Regions from separate parts of the Mus musculus genome. Here region 2 is linked to region 1. The links are chromatin contacts, called in public HiChIP or PLAC-seq maps. All regions are on one chromosome and are shown on one strand. Each heading gives the region's core, a stretch centred on a gene start, on an enhancer-like site or on the middle of the called end of the contact. The rest is flanking DNA. Distances are from core to core; before and after follow the strand shown. Region 1 holds the start of Zfp697 (zinc finger protein 697). Region 2 holds the start of Adam30 (a disintegrin and metallopeptidase domain 30).

What was found. HiChIP or PLAC-seq counts read pairs in DNA pulled down with a chosen protein or histone mark.
Region 2: a contact with region 1 is called in an H3K4me3 HiChIP or PLAC-seq map of stem cell-derived neural progenitor cells, with 2.1 times the contacts expected there. The contact joins the promoter of Adam30 here to the promoter of Zfp697 in region 1. A contact is called at or near these places in 5 of 39 promoter capture datasets (embryonic stem cells, hematopoietic stem and progenitor cells, liver and 1 more), 3 of 115 datasets of contacts at active chromatin or transcription factors (embryonic stem cells and stem cell-derived neural progenitor cells) and 1 of 9 other capture datasets (embryonic stem cells).

The regions. Positions count from the first base shown.
Region 1 is chr3:98,380,151-98,384,119 of GRCm38.p6, reverse strand. Zfp697 (zinc finger protein 697) reads right to left here and starts at 1,639. Exons shown (of 3, transcript NM_172863.4): 1 at 1,542-1,639. It overlaps Gm52610 (a long non-coding RNA gene), which reads left to right and starts at 3,626. Exons shown (of 3, transcript XR_003954528.1): 1 at 3,626-3,969.
Region 2 is chr3:98,158,657-98,162,625 of GRCm38.p6, reverse strand. It overlaps Adam30 (a disintegrin and metallopeptidase domain 30), which reads right to left and starts at 1,992. Exons shown (of 1, transcript NM_027665.2): 1 at 1-1,992. The coding sequence starts at 1,773.

The sequences.
Region 1 (3,969 bases), core at 390-2,889:
TAAAGATCCTACCTCCTCCAAGCACAGCCAGTGTGTACAACCGGGAACTTTTTCCGATGCAGACACTCTTTCTTCATTTTATCTAACATTGGCTGCCTGTACAATTCCAGTTAGTTCATTCCAACTTAGTTCACATGTCTTATCTAACAGTGCCAGTGAAAAGCCTTCCACCCCCTACAAGCCATTAATCCAGGGTCCAAAGCATCCTTTTCCCCCCCGTGCACCTGAAATAATCCGCCTACTACTCAAGAGGAATTCCTTTGGTTTTAAAGTACATTATACATTAAGTAATCACCATATGTTTCCTTAAGAGAAGGGATGCACACTTGTATACACATAGAAGATCAGAAAGGCATCAGAGGCAGGTGAATTAATTCCCTTATGGGAGTCACACTCCGGTTGTGTTTAAACTTGCCCATTTGTCCATAGCAGCTCACAAAGACCACCAACTCGCTAGCTATTGCCACATTTACCACAACGGTCTCTTGGGAAGAGACCCACTATATGGGAATGCTGACAGCCAACGGAGCCTGACTCAACAGGCAGGATTACAGCACTAAATTAAATTATGCCTCATACTCATGTGGGGGGTGGCTGATTCACTGCGGGGGGGGGATGGGGGCGTGGTTAAGAAAATAAAGGTTAAATCAGAGGAAGTCCCAGAGGAAGTCTTAAAGTCCCGTTCTAGAGACCTGCTATTGTGTGCTCTGGCTGTAAGGTACATCCAGGGTCTCTGTCTCACTGTTCCTCTTCACCATCCCTCATGCTAACATATGCCTCACCCCAGGCCACCTGAGCCTCAATAAGCTCTCTGGCCGCAGGCTCCAGCTCTGTCCACCACCTGCCCATGATCAGCCAACGTGGATATTTGTGGTTGGGGATTCTAGCAAAACCAGACAACGACCCCTCCTGAGCCACGCGCGGCTGGCTAGCTCAGCCTTCCTTTCGCAGGTCCTCATTGTACCTTTCTCCCAGTCCGATCGCAGCCCCCAGGTGGCAATCCGAATCGGTCAGACAGATGGGAGGAGCAGGTAACAGACACGTTTCACAAGGGCCAAAATGAACCTGCTGACCTTCGCAAAGTCCCCGCCTTCATCCCCTTCCTCACAGTGGGGCTGGGGGCACTGACTTAGTAGGCAAAGGGAGCACGATCTAAGCTGATGCACCGATGCACACAAAGCCTTTCACCTTCTGCTTGTCTTGCAAGCTCCTCCCTGGGCTTGGTCTCCCAGGGTCTCTGATGCCCCCTTCGGTGGTCTGTGGGACGGTCCGACTTGCTCTGGCAGCGCAGTCTCAGCCTCCTCCTCCCCTCCCCTCGCCACAGAGACCAAAGGGAGCTCAACCCAGCTATAGGACACGAAGGGTCCCCTTCTGTCCTTGGTTCCTGAGCCCACGGGGTGGCGGACCACAGTCCAGTGTGCGAAGGACAGCTTCGCGCGGCAGCTCAGCCACAGCACACATCCCAGCCCCTAGATGATCAGCTCAGGTTCCCAGCTCCCTATCCGCGAAGCCGGCGCGCCCAGCCGCAGCAGCGCTCCTACCTGTGATGCGCCGGGCAGCTCTGAGCGCACTGCCCAAGCCTGGCGCCCGGTGCTGAGGCTATGCAACCGCGGGCTGGCACTCGGGCTGGCTGCCCACTACCTCCTCGCTGGGGCTTCCTGTGGGGCTGGACAAAGGACATTTCCTGGGAGGAGCAGGGAATGTTCCCAGCATGCCTCGATTTGTAGTTCACCGAGACTTCCTGCCACCGCAGCAACAACGGGGGCTCTACTCAGACCCCAGGACTGGAGGAGAGGACCCTGTCGGGCTGTAGTAGCTCGGAGCCGATGGCCGACCCGCCGCCGCTTGGTAGAGTCGCGATCCTGCAGACGCATGCTGCCCTCACACGCTTGCTGCCCTGGGCGCGCAGTGCGAGCGGCCTTTTCTTTAGAAGTGAACTTTGTGATATGCTCTCTTTACGTCGGCTTCCCCCACCCCACCCCACCCCACCCCACCCCCGCTTCTTCTTCTAATAGATGGTCTTCCATAAGGTGAGGCTGGGGGAGGCGAGCATACTCTGACACTCAGCCTAGCCTGGGACTCACCTAGACAACTCACCGCGATTCTTCTTCCTACTCTTCAGGTGTATACCAACCCGAGTTTGTTGTTTTGCTTTGTTTCTGTTGTGCGCTAATCTACCTTAAAGCCCCCTGCATGCGTGGCCAGTGCTCTGTCCATCTACCAACTTTTTCACCTCCCAGGTTCTCTAGCTCAGTGTTTCTCAACCTGTCTGTCACGACCCCTTGTGGATCAAATGGTCTTCTCGCAGAAGTGGCCTAAGACCATCAGAAAACACAGATATTTATCAACATTACAGTTGATAAACAGTAACAAAATTATAAAGTAGCAATGAAAATAATGGTTAGGAGTCACCACAACATGAAGGGTCGCAGCATTAGGAAGGTTGAGAACCACAACTCTATGCAGTCAGGACTCTGGCTGTGGCCTGTTTAAGAAAAACATTTGGCTGCTCTTCTGGTATCCAGGCTCCTTAAAGATCTTAGCACTTTTGCCCTAAAAACCATGCAGAGCTGATCATTCCTAGATCCTGGCCTGGTGACATCCCTTTTCTCCACTGTTGGCCTCTGCCCAGGCTTCTTTTTAAGAGAAGTAATTGAGAGATAAAAAATAAACTTCATGAATTACATATGTGAGAGCCTAAATGACAAGCCGGATGGTGGAGCACACCTTTAATCCCAGCACCCAGGAGGCAGAAGCAGATAGATCTCTGTGAGTTATAGGCCAGCCTGGTCTGCAGAGGGAGGTCTAGGACAGCCAGGGCTAAACAGGAAAATTTTGTCTTGAAAGCAAAAAGCAAACACACAAAAACTAAATGACTAAAAGCTGAGCTGAGTCATTTTACCAAAGGATGGCAGGAAGGGTATAGTAAGTCAATCAAGGAAAGGATGGGTCCTAAGATTTTCTAGAATACTTGAAAAATAATCTGGCAATAGCCCCGTGTAGTGACACCGCCCAGAAGGCTGGGGCAGGAGGGTATGGAGTTCAAAGTTAATATGGGTTATCTAGCAAGACTCTGGCCACAGGTAATACCTGCATGCATACACAATCAGAAAGTCACAATTTGAGTTTCCATTTGTCAACTCCCATTTCAACTCAGAAGAAGTAGGGACCTTTAAGAGAGGGCCTTAGTCTGTGTTTAAGAACAGAGTATCTAAGAATGCTATCATCGTTCTTCTAGAGTCCTTTCGCCATGGGATAAATGGCTGGTTTAATTCAAGGTGCAGAACTGATGAGGAGCAAGTGGATAGTACTGTTTACTTCGCAGACGTCCTTGTTGATCTGTTGGCTATCCATCTGAATTAGTTGCACAAAGTATTTTAGCTTCATGTTTGTAGCCTTGGAACATTCAGGTGAAAAGCTCCCCATTTCCCCTAGATGGAACTCATGGATGTTTGTCAAATCACATAGCCTCATCATGCTCAGTGTGAGAAGGCGCTGGGCCTGCCTGCGGCACTCAAAATTGTCTACTCTGCCTCCATGAAGCTATTTTCTCTCCTTCCTCTAACACAACTTTTTTTCTACATTTCTTACTTTTGTTGACGATATGGAAATTTAGCCCATTACCTCCACCCCATATCAAACCTGCCCTTTTGCCTTTTGTTTGTTTGTTTCCAATGTAGTTAGCTCATTACTTTGGCAAGGTGGTTTTTTTTTTTAAACATATTCTTGTCTTTATAGCTTTCAACAGTGACCTCATTGTTGTAACAAAGTCCTATGAAACCTATAATGGCCTCTGTACGTGGACAGTGTGTTTGAGGTGCTAGGGAGAGATGCTAGCCATAAGAGTAGAGCTTTGCTTCCAGACTAACAAGCATCTCTGAGGTCTTCCACAGGATATTCATTGAATCATTAAAGGTGTGTGTTATCCTCGAGTACCTGCATCCCAGTTGACAAGATGTAGCTCACACC
Region 2 (3,969 bases), core at 743-3,242, 220 kb after region 1:
ATGATAGCTTGTGCCCCAGCAAATGAGATTATCTCCCCTCAGATAAGTGGACAGTATAATGGTGTGATCTGGAAATTTGGAGAGGGCTTTAACATTGATACACTGTAGCCTGCCACAGATTGTGTTGCCTCTATGACACCTTGTATATCGGGTAGCATTTACAATGCCACAGTTCCCAGACTGGTCACCTAACATGTTCACTGCTTCGTAACACTGGTGAGGGGCCTCCTTGGCTTTACGCCCAAAGATAGACTGGCACTGCAGGTACCTGGATCTGCATCCCTTACGGAAACAAAAGCCTCCGTTTCTGCATGGAGTTCCATCCTGCTTGTAAGAGTCATCTGGACAGACACCTGAGGTCCCATCACAGTACTCTTCGAGGTCACACTCATTCACTTCCTTCCTACACACATATCCTGATGGAAGGAAGTTACATTTATGACAGCAAAGCCCAGAGGAGCAGTTGACACCTTCTTTCCATTTACAGTCCGGCCCACAGCACAGGTCTTTTTTGCAGTCTTCTTTAGAACCACAGTCACATTCCTCTTTGTTTTCCACAATTTTATTTCCACACCTCTCTACGATATGTAGCTTTGGGAAGTCAGACAGACAATAGGACATTTTATAAGATGCGTGTAAAAAATACTGATGGTAACTACAGTTACTAAACCCTGTACGTCCTGTCCCCATGATGCAGCTCTTCCTACCTCTACACTGACAGAATTCCTCATCATGTATCATCCCCACACAATGGCCCAATTCATGAGCAGTCCAAGTAGCAGGCCCAAGGATATTAACATTGAGGAAGCTGCTTGCTGATCCAGCATGGAATTCTTCACAGGCTCTTCCCCAGGACCATGCATTAGCATCTATATATCTTCTCGCAATATATAAATGGAACCAGTCCGCGGGAAGCCGGTGATGCATTGAGTTTCTTTTGTAATGCACGAATTGACCTAAAACTTCAGATAAACTGGGATAATAAAGACGTATTCTATTATAGTATGTCCAGACTTCAAGCGCTTTCAGTTGAATCTTCAAGCTGACATCCTGAAAGTAGGTGTCTGCAATTGAAGCCAAAAGAATGGCGTCATCCACCATCCTAGACATATTGCCACGGGCAAACACGAATCTATCCAGGTCAAAGACCATGACCAGTTCCAGGTACCTTTGGTGCTTGTAGGACTGATGAAAACTACTTATCCTAGCCATCTCCTCTTCCTCGGCTGTTTGCCCACCTGTTTCTTCATCAACCACACCACAAGTCTCATTGTTAAAGTTGTCCTCAGTTACGAGATACACCACGTGTTCGAAACTGGAAGAGGCCCTGAGGGGCTCGATTTGGTAGTATCTGGAGTCAATGTTCAGTACGCCTCGCAGACCTCCCATGCATGTACTCAGAGTAGATTCGGATTCCTGAGAGCCTTCCACGGAGCCCACGTAATTACACTGGTCTGGTATATGCGGATAATCCTCTATCAGACTGCCCTCTTGAGTGAAGGAGAAAACTGGCAGATGTCTTGGCAACAGTAACTTCTTGGGTCGCAGGTGAACAACACGCGCCTTGCCTTCTATCTGTAAGAGGTATGACAAAGAACTGTCTACACCCTGCGCCCCTTTCTTAAAGCTTATTACTTTGGGAATGGTGATTTCATATGAGTCAAAGCCCCAGTCAGGGTCAAATAGTAGGTCTTCTTCGCCTACAGCCTCATGAAAGAGCATCGTCAGAAACAGCCAGCGGTGCTGGGGCAGGAAGGCCCACACTGACCTCATGATCTGTTCTATTTATCCCCGCTTGGTTTGTCCTGGACCCAGGAGTAGCAGGAGCAACTCCAGCCTGGTTTGTGCATCAGATTTCCATGGGACTCCTCTATAAGCGCAGGAGCCCCAGGCGCACTGCTCCTCTGGCAGGCTTTCCTGGGAAAACGGGACTCTCAGGGCCTAGATGGCGGGTTTCCCCAGGCGCGCCCCTTACCTAACGCATCCAGTTCCGTTTTCCTCCCCCACCCCCAACCCCTAACCCGGCAGTGAATTAAGCTCGCGCTTAAGAATAGAGGGAGACCGTGGTGGCGCACGCCTTTAATCCCAGCATTTAGGGGGCAGAGGCAGATGGATTTCTGAGTTCAAGTCCAGCCTGGTCTACAGAGTGAGTTCCAGGACAGCCAGAGCTATACAGAGAAACCCTGTCTCGGGAAAAAAAAAAATAGAGGGAGACAAGCACGATAGAATAAAGAGCACGCTACAGCGTGTTCTGAATATGTGGGATGCGGAGGGGTGGTTGTAGTGTCCAAAATGGAGAAAGAATAGGGAAATTGGCTCAGAAGACAACTTATGGAGCCTGTCTACAGGAGAACAGAAAAAAATTCACATGTTTTGGCCGTTGGTTGTGGAACATGCCTTTAATCCCAGAACTCTGAGTGGCAGAGGCACATCTCTGTGAGTTCAAGGCCAGGCTGGTCTCCAGAGTGAGTTCCAGGACTACACAGAGAAACTCTGTTTCAAACAAACAACAATAACAAAAGCACCATCACCACCAAAACAAAACAAAAAACAAAACTAAACAAAACAAAAAACTCCCACATTTGATAGCACCTCCCACACCTCACTAGTAAGTGTGCCCCATTTTCTGGTGGGTCTCTCCAAGAAGCTGAAGACACGAGTCAGATAGTCCCAGATTCCACATCCCACCCTCCTGCCCCAGGGTTCCAGCTGCTGGCTTTTCAGAGTTCTATGGCCGAACTAGAAAACGATGGTTTTTGCCTCTTTTGCTGCTGGTCAAGAATTTTCATGATAGTGTTGCCATGCTCAGTAAGCACTTGTTGGGGTCGGGAGAAATCCAGGGGTATTCTGAGAAAGGTACATGGTGAATATAACTGTAGTATGACTATGCACAGGTGACAGATGACAAAACGATGGTGAAGAAAAATGTGTGGCAGAAGGCATGACTCTGGGCTGAGAAGGAAAGGGAGGGGAGGAGTATGAGAGAAAAGCACAGCACTTATGGAGGGGTGAAGGCCTCAGAGAACTTTCCCTGAATGAAAGACATGAGCATTGAAAAGGCTGTCGCCATACTCAGAGGTGGCAGCTTGCCAGCCCTTCCGCCCTCCAGGCTGGAACGTTAATTATCTTGATCTTGTGCAGGCAGCCACAGCTGCTCTGCACTCATAATTGTGGAGATCCCATCATGCCTAGAGGATGCTGTTTCCTTTGGTCCCCTTCCGCATCTGGCTCCTACAGTCTTTTCACCCTCTTTTCCTAGATGGCCCCTGAGACCTGTAGGGTGGTGTAGGGTGTGACAGATACCTCTGTGGCTGAGCACTCCATAGACTCTTAGTCTCTGCACTTTGGCCAGTTGTGAAGTTTTGGTTCTTTGTTTTGGTGTGTGTGTGTGTGTGTGTGTGTGTGTGTGTGTGTGTGTGTGTGTGTGTGTGAGAGAGAGAGAGAGAGAGAGAGAGCTAGTCACCTGAAAAGACAGACTTTCTTTTTCATTTTAACTTTTTTTTTTTAAATTTACTTTATGTGTCTACATTCAAATGATATTCCCCTTCCCAGATAGAATTTTAAATGTGGTCAGGTATGTGGACATCCTAAGGTAACATAACTTGGGCTAGGTCCATCCCAGCACCATCAGCAGAGCCTCACATCAGCAGAGCATCCCATCACATTCCTCCATGGAACTGTGTGAGGGAAAGCAGGCAAGGAGACCAAATAAGAGACCCCAGAAAACCTAGGATGCATGGCCACGCTAAAAGAAGAGGCTTGGGGGTGGGCTGAGGACTGGGTTTGGAAAAGGAAGGGCAGGTTGAAGGGGAGCTAAGCAGGGGTCCAGGAACGCTGAATTTAGCCAAATGAGGGCTACTGTAACCGTGTGAGCTGGTTCAGGCAAGAGCTCGTGAGCTAAAGCAGACACCAGGATGTAGGTAACTAACTAACTAACTAACTAACTAACTAACTAACTGGAGATTACTT